Linked DNA regions of Gossypium hirsutum: regions 2 and 3 are each linked to region 1. The links are chromatin contacts, called in public Hi-C maps. All regions are on one chromosome and are shown on one strand. The core of a region is the stretch at or near the end of the contact, and the rest is flanking DNA. Distances in the headings are between cores, read along the strand shown.

Evidence for each region. Hi-C and Micro-C count contacts between places; a contact is called where the count stands out from the background.
Region 2: a Hi-C map of leaf shows a contact between it and region 1, with 2.7 times the contacts expected there. The contact joins the promoter of LOC107930106 here to the promoter of LOC107930109 in region 1. A contact is called at or near these places in 10 of 34 Hi-C or Micro-C datasets (anther, callus, hypocotyl and 2 more).
Region 3: a contact with region 1 is called in a Hi-C map of leaf, with 1.9 times the contacts expected there. The contact joins the promoter of LOC107930098 here to the promoter of LOC107930109 in region 1. A contact is called at or near these places in 2 of 34 Hi-C or Micro-C datasets (both in leaf).

The regions. Positions count from the first base shown.
Region 1 is chrA08:109,155,762-109,158,285 of Gossypium_hirsutum_v2.1, forward strand. LOC107930109 (cyclin-dependent kinase C-2) reads right to left here and starts at 1,269. Exons shown (of 12, transcript XM_016861677.2): 1 at 925-1,269; 2 at 691-772; 3 at 514-604; 4 at 348-377; 5 at 149-258; 6 at 1-24. The coding sequence starts at 1,034.
Region 2 is chrA08:108,937,427-108,939,950 of Gossypium_hirsutum_v2.1, forward strand. It overlaps LOC107930106, which reads right to left and starts at 1,263. Exons shown (of 6, transcript XM_016861674.2): 1 at 877-1,263; 2 at 391-800; 3 at 167-301. The coding sequence starts at 1,135.
Region 3 is chrA08:109,308,798-109,311,321 of Gossypium_hirsutum_v2.1, forward strand. LOC107930098 (pectin acetylesterase 7) reads left to right here and starts at 1,263. Exons shown (of 13, transcript XM_016861660.2): 1 at 1,263-1,475. The coding sequence starts at 1,342.

The sequences.
Region 1 (2,524 bases), core at 19-2,518:
AGTAAGAAGTTGCCTCATGTAACACTGGACGAAAGGGTAGCATGGTTAGAAGAACAAAATTATGATGATTGAATGCAGAGTGCTCTCCCTCTCTCTCTCTCTCTCTCTCTCTCTCTTCTCTATCCTTTTTGCCTATAAAATGGGTTACCTTAATTTGGGGAACTGAAAATCTCATCCCAGGTCGATCAGCAAGGCCAGTCAAATCATGGTCCATGTATTCGAAAACCATATAAATTCCACCTTTATACTTGTTACCATCTATAATGCAAAAAAGGGAAAGAGTTAAACCATAGCAAATATTAAGTGTGAGCCGATAACACCTTAATCAGGAATGGTACAACACTTGCCTGGTCTCCCCTGCTCATCCTTCTCCGGACCTACAATTAAAAATAATATAAAACCAGGAGATATGAAGGAAAGGTTAAAGGAGTAATTTTAAGAAGTAGGAGTCAAATCAATAAATGCATTAAAAGCCAAAGGGGCAATTGCAAAATGACGAGCACGTATAATTACCCGGAGAAGTAACAATCTCTTTGAGCTTAATTACATTCTCATGGTGGAGCTTCTTCAGAATTTTAATTTCACGAATAGCTGTTATGGGAAACTGTACAAGTTTGTAGAGAAAGAGCAATTTTTAGCTATGATTTCTTTGATTTATATGAAACATAAATGTATAAGGCGTGAACATACTCCTTCTCTCTCGTTGTCCATGCGTATTTTCTTCAAAGCAACAATTTCACCGGTCTTTATTTCCCTGGCCATGTAAACTTGGCTGCAAAAACATATAGTACTAGAAATTGAATTAAACTGGCAATGAATGGTTATTAAGCAAAGAGAAATTAGAACGCCCTATTTAAGAAAAATAGAGAAACAAACATAAACCCTAAATTGAAAATAAGAGGAAGGGAAAGCAGAAGAACGGACCCGTAGGTACCCTCTCCAATCTGCTCGAGCTTTTCGAAACAATCGACGCTTCTTGATCCCCAGCAGGGCGACTCGTTCAGATTAAGCTGCCCTGCCCCTGCTATCGCCATCTGATTCTTTGATTGAGAATCAATTTAGCAGCTACTTAAATAAACACACAATTCCCTGCAGTTGAACCGAAAGGCCGAATACTGACTACATCAACGGCGGCGGATTTGAACAACTCACACTAGCAGAGGTTCTCAATATACCTAATTGCATGCAAATTCCCCAATTCCACATTCCAAAGGCATTGCCCCGTTCGCCCTGTTTCCCAAACTTCAAATACTAATACGGTTTTCCTTTTTCTTATCTTGTAATATTTGCTTTGCTTATTTAAACCCAACCCAATATCACTAGGCCCAAAACTAAAGTCTAAACTTCTCTTTGAAAATACCACGTATTTTCTTAGCAAATAAAAGAAGACTCACGAACAAGTGGCGGAGCCAAGTGGGCTTGCAGGTCCCGTCCTTTTAAAATAAAAATTTTATAATTTAAATTTTTATAATTTAAAATTTTTAAATTAGTAATGAAAAAATTATAATTTGGTCTTTTTAAAAATGATAAAAATTTAATTTAATCCATTAAAAATTATAAATATATAAATTATTGAAATAATGAAATTACATAGTTACTATTATAAAAATATATAATTTAGTTCCGCACCCAAATAATTTTCTGGTTCCGCCACTATCACGAACACAATACTTACAAAAAAGGTGAAAATGGAAAATTATTTGAATGCCAATATGATATTAAAATTTTTTTAAAGACTATTTTAAAAGCATTTATAACCCTCCAAAAATAAGTATTTATAATCAACCGAATCAAAATAGTTCACAATCAATTGATAATTTCTTAATTGGTTTGGAGGTTCCTCAATACTAGAGAATCTAAAATATTTATTAAATTCTCCATTCACAGAAAAGAAAGTTATAAAAATAATGTTTGATTTGAGATGTCTTAAAGCACTTGAACCGAATGCAGGATGTAGATATTTGGTTTCAGATCCACGGCTCAACTTCCTCAACTAAAGGAATTAAATAAAATGTTCATTATGCCAATCCCATAAGGAAAATGTCTAGAAAAGGTGGGTCATTTTCGCCCAATAAGCTTGTGCAATATGGTTTATAGGGTTATTTCTAAGATTTTGATTTCGAGAATCTAGTCCATCCTTAATGAGATCATCACTTTGTTTCGAAATGCATTCATCAAAGGTAGCCAAATTAGTGATAATGTTGTTATGGCATTAGAATTGCTAAATCTTATAAAAAAGAAGAAGAAGAAGGGAAAATGGTGCATAAGTGCTCTAAAACTTGAAACGAATAAGGCGCATGATAGGTTAAATTTGAATTTTGTTTGAGCAATTCTATGTGCTATGGACTTTGATGAGAAATGGATAAATTTAATTATGCAATGCATATAGACAGTGTCTTATCATATTGTTACTAATGGGGCCCGCACAAGTTAATTTAACCTATAAGGGGCATTAAGCAAGGTGATTGTAACGACTCGATTTTTAGTGATATCAGAAATTGCAGTTTCAAAACTCCATTTCCAT
Region 2 (2,524 bases), core at 13-2,512, 220 kb before region 1:
GAACAATTCTAAAAGAATAAAATAGACCCTTTATAAGTGAGAGGAGAGAACGTGTGCACGTATTGGCTTGGCATGAAATTGACAATTGTCATCCATACTACATGAATAAGAATCATATTGGAGCTAAAGTCATACTGATTTTATTTTACAGATAGACTAACGTTACCTGCATAGGAGGCAAGTTTTTCTTTTGAAATTTGGTTTTCTTGTATGCTATGACCATGGTACCCCATCGATAGGGTGCAGCCCATATCTGACCTTGTGGATCAATATCTCCATTGAGGTTCCTGCGTAGATAAACCTGAGACAATTTCGGGAGTTGGGTAATGTTTGGGTGTTTGTTTTGAATTGAATTAGAGCAAATATTAATAATGAAGCAGTTTAAGTTACCTTCCATTTGCGACTTAAATCCTTAAACCAATCCTGGTGTTCAGCAGCAGTAATGGGTTCAATAACGGCTTTTTTAATAGCTAAAGGGAGCCAAGAGTCACCTAGGGTGAGAATATCAGCAGCAGCTGGAGATGCAGGCCCAATATTTACTTTGGCTTTGGCTTGGGTAAAGGGCAGGCATAACTGAGTGAATATATCTTCAAGAGTTGGGCGGAATTTGGTTTGGAGCTTTAACCGCCTGGATTGAGAGGAGATGAAATCCTTGGACCAAGAGGGAGGTATGGAGCCCTGAAGAGCAACCATGGAAAGAGGAACCGTGAGAGCATAAGATTTAGATTTCCAAATCTCAAAAGCTGCGTCCGATTTCTCATCATCTTCTTCTTGTAGTGTTGCTGTTGAACTGCTGTCCACTGGTTCATTTAGTGAAGAAGATGACAGTGAGTGAACAGTTCGAAAATTAATTAATTAATTAAAAGAAAGAAAGACCTTTTTGGAAGTGACGGGGCAGTGGAGTAAAGGCGGAAGCGGAGGAGCAAATGCAAAGACCCAAACCCACAAACACAAATGTTGAGGCAGAAATACTAAGAAGCAATGAGTTTTTGTTGGAACTTGGGGCGTTGTCATGGAGATTAAGGCGAAGAGGTAAGTTGACGGAGGAGGTTTTGTATCTGTTTGAGTTGGAATAGGGGAGTTGGGTGTGGAAGCAGATACAAGAAGAAGAGCTAAGGGATGCTGCTAATGCCATTTCAGTGAACCCTATTTTCTTCTTCCCCTAAACTCGGTGTTCCGTATCTTATGCTCCGTGCTAGTTATTTATTTTAGGATACTATGCTATCGAATCACAGTTAAAAAAAAAAAATCATTTTCAGTTACAATTTTTGAAAGGTAAAAGCTCCCTCTCAATTTTAATATTAAGCTATTTGATTCCTCACGCAACAATTTAATTCTATATTTTTTTAGTAAAAAAAAAAAGAAACTCGAAGGAGTCATGGAAACTAACATTAGCAACCTAGAAGGAAGCATCTCTCCATGGTCTTGTGCCAAATGAATGTGAATAATCTTCATGGAATAAGCATATTTTGGTATTTGAATATGTATACTAAAGAGTAAATCATAAAAATTGTCACTTTTGTTTGCTTCAGATTATATTTTAGTTATTTATATTTAAAATGTTACGTTTTGGTCACTTACGTTATCGATTTGTTACGAAGTGGTCATTCTACCGTTAATCTCCGTTACCTCCTTAACGGCAGTCCTACGTGGTAGTCCAAATGAGTTTTAAATGCTAACTTGTATATCTTATGTGGCAATCCAAATTAAATTTATTTAATTAAAAATTTATTTTCATTCCACCAACTGAACATCCGAGTTGGCATTTAAAACCTATTTGAATTGCCATATAGGACTTTCGTTAGGGAGGTAATGGAGATTAACAGTAGAGTGACAACTTCTTAACAAAACAACAACGTAAGTGACTAAAATGTAATCTAAGGCAAACACAAGTGATTATTTTTGTAATTTACCCTAAATTTAATGATGAAAATGTAAATAAAAGTAAGATAGTAATGTAAGAGAGAAAAGAACGTACATACGAAATTAAAATGAAATGTTTACAAATACATGCATTGAAAGGAAATTAAAAAAGTTAGTATATGTGAAGCTAAATGTCAAGAAATTAAAATGAATAAATGAACTGATACATTATATGATTATGTTGTGACGAGGGCTTATGGGTTTAGTTTGGGATAGAGTTGGTGAAATAGGGGTTATGATGGGTGAAAGAGATATTGGAATTTTGTTTACGATATGTTCATGTTTATGTTTTTCGGAACATGGTGCACAAGTTGGTTAATAGAGTTCTGTTATTAGAGTTCCGTTAAAGGCCGAGAGTTCTATTTTGGCCTAAGATTGTGGAAGTTATGTTATCGATATTCTAATTATAATCATGATCAGTAAAATATATAAGTAACATGTGATACATAAATGAAAAGTTATATGATATGATAAGCCTTAAAGTAAGTGAAAATGTAAGAAATTGTATAATTATATGAAAGAAAAGAATAATGAATTTAGTTTAATAATCTGTAAATGATAAAAATAATATATGACATGAAAATGACAATGTAAAAAATTA
Region 3 (2,524 bases), core at 13-2,512, 150 kb after region 1:
TATCAAAAGTTCAAAACTAGAAAATTTTCTTTTTGGGAACATTTACCAAAACTAAATAGCACCCTTCACGAGGAAGCTCCTGCAACAACGTTTCCTCATACGCACCCCTCTGGGACAAGTACATAATCCGCCACGCTATTCTTCTCTGGAGCAACATGACAAATAGTAACCTGCCATTCCCAGCCCAACAGCCGTCGAATATGTCGCACCATGAATTTAGCCATTAACTGATGGTAGTCGTTGACATGCATTTACTACGGTTACGATGGATTTCACTTAGATAATTAATGCGGGTGCATTCATATTTTTAAAATTTCCTGTGTGACAGCCCAGGCCAACCAATTGTGGTCTTGCATTCCTGTTTGCTGCTTCTGTCTCCAATATGTTATGAAGGATTGGCTTGTTTTTGCATATTTAACTCTCTTCTGTATATATAAAAAAGAAATAATAAAATTCATTTTTCAACATTTAAGTATCCTTTTTTTTGGAAGAAAATCTGAGCCTTTTTTTTTCTTTTACTTTATTTCAAGGGGAAAAAGGCAATACTTATATAGGAAGCAATTGATGAATTTATTTCAAGACTTAAAAAGTAATAATTTTATAAGGACACGTGTCTATAATAACATACGTTCTGGCACTAGCTTTAAAAAAATAACAAGTGTTGAGGAAAAAGGAAAAGGAAAAGATTTAATACTGTAAATATTTGTTTTATATTTTGATATATTAATTTATTCAGGGTCTTAGTTATAGTATATTTTTACACTATATGTAAACATTTTTTTTTCTATGCAATCACTTTGCTAATTAATAATGTTATTAATTATTAGTATGTGGTTCTTGTGGGTTGATTTAAGATTTTAACTCAACTTATTCCATTCAAAGTATTTGTCTGTTTAGTCGCATCTCACATGTCGATTTTATATTTATTATTTTTGAAAATCATTTATTTAAAGCCACCAGTCAAATTCGAATTAATTTAATATTCCTGACAGATCATAAATTATTTGAAAATTTTATAATATCCATAATTAATAAAAATAAATAGTTATTTATTAATAAATTTATTTTTTAAAATACTTTTTTACAGTAAATAAAGTGTGAGATTAAAATGTGGTTTTATTAAATATTAAAATGATTTTGTCGTTATCAAAAATTATTTTTTGGGCAAGCCCAAGCAAGCAAACAAAGGATAATTTGTACTGGTTGAGCTGTAATGAGTGGTGTTAATAATCCTTGGTTTATGTTTAAAAAGAAAATGAAAAACTAAAAAGTGGAGCGCACCGACAACTGAACTGTGGATTTGAATTGACTTCTGTCTGCTTAGTTGGCACGCGTTACCGAATGAGGACTACAAATGAAATGAGATCAGCGGTGGCTAAGTCTCACCCGATCCAAACAAAGCATTATACTCGTACTAAGAAGAAACTAGTTGTAGTAAGCTATTATATCGTTTCTCCTTTCTCCCTCCTCGTAAGGTAAGCTTTCATCTTAACTACAAAAATAAACAAAGTCTTCTTACCTCAGCCTCTGCCTGAGTTTTTAGCTTTTTTGTATTTACTGTTATTACTATCTTTCCTACTTCGGAAAGCGTTTTCTTTTACTTTATTGATGAAGTAATCTCAGGATGAAGACAAGAAGAGATTGTGTGTGTTTTTTTTTTGGTGAAAAGAGATTGTGTTTTTTAACCACTCGTAGTTTTCAGTTCTTTCTGCTCCGGCGATTTACGAGCGGTGCTGTTAGCTCTCCTCCCATCCTAAGGGATGGATTATTGAATTTAGAAGAGAGTAAGATGAGACACATGATGCGATCTTCTTGCCATGTGTGACCTTTGTCGGATACTTTATTTTTGGGAGGTTCATGACGTTTGTCGGATAGTATTAATTAAAATAATAATAATAATGATAATGATAATCACGATAATTGTAATTTTAGTTGACGAGATTTAAGATCTCAGTTAGGATTATTTTATGGCCTGCTTTTATTCTCACTGCTCTCTTTATTTATATGTAGTAATATTTAGGATTAGTAAATTATGTGTGAGTTACATTGTCTCTTTTGAGTACAATTAATCTATTTTATTCCCTAAATAAGATACATAATATTGCTATATGGCCTATGGGTTGTCGTTATGGGTATGGGTGTGAAATTTATATTCTTGGCTAATTGCATTTATTTTAATATTTATGTTTGTCTGCCGGTATTTGTTTTAGGCTGTAATAAAAGTATATTGCTTTGATTATCTTATATTTGAGAATCGGTGTGAATTTTATATTTTGACCATTCATCGTTTTTATGTTTGTCCGACAGTGCTGTAATAATATTCTTTTATTTTCAAATTAACCTAAGTGTTATTGTCAGAATATTACCATGACCACCCATCTAAACATACCAATCACTTTATGCTTCTTTGGTTTGATTGTGACGGATTAAAAATAGTGATATTAATCATTATTTGTGGGTAGATGATAGCCAATTAGATAATTACTGAATTAATTACTGATAATTATGACACCAAGTTACCGTT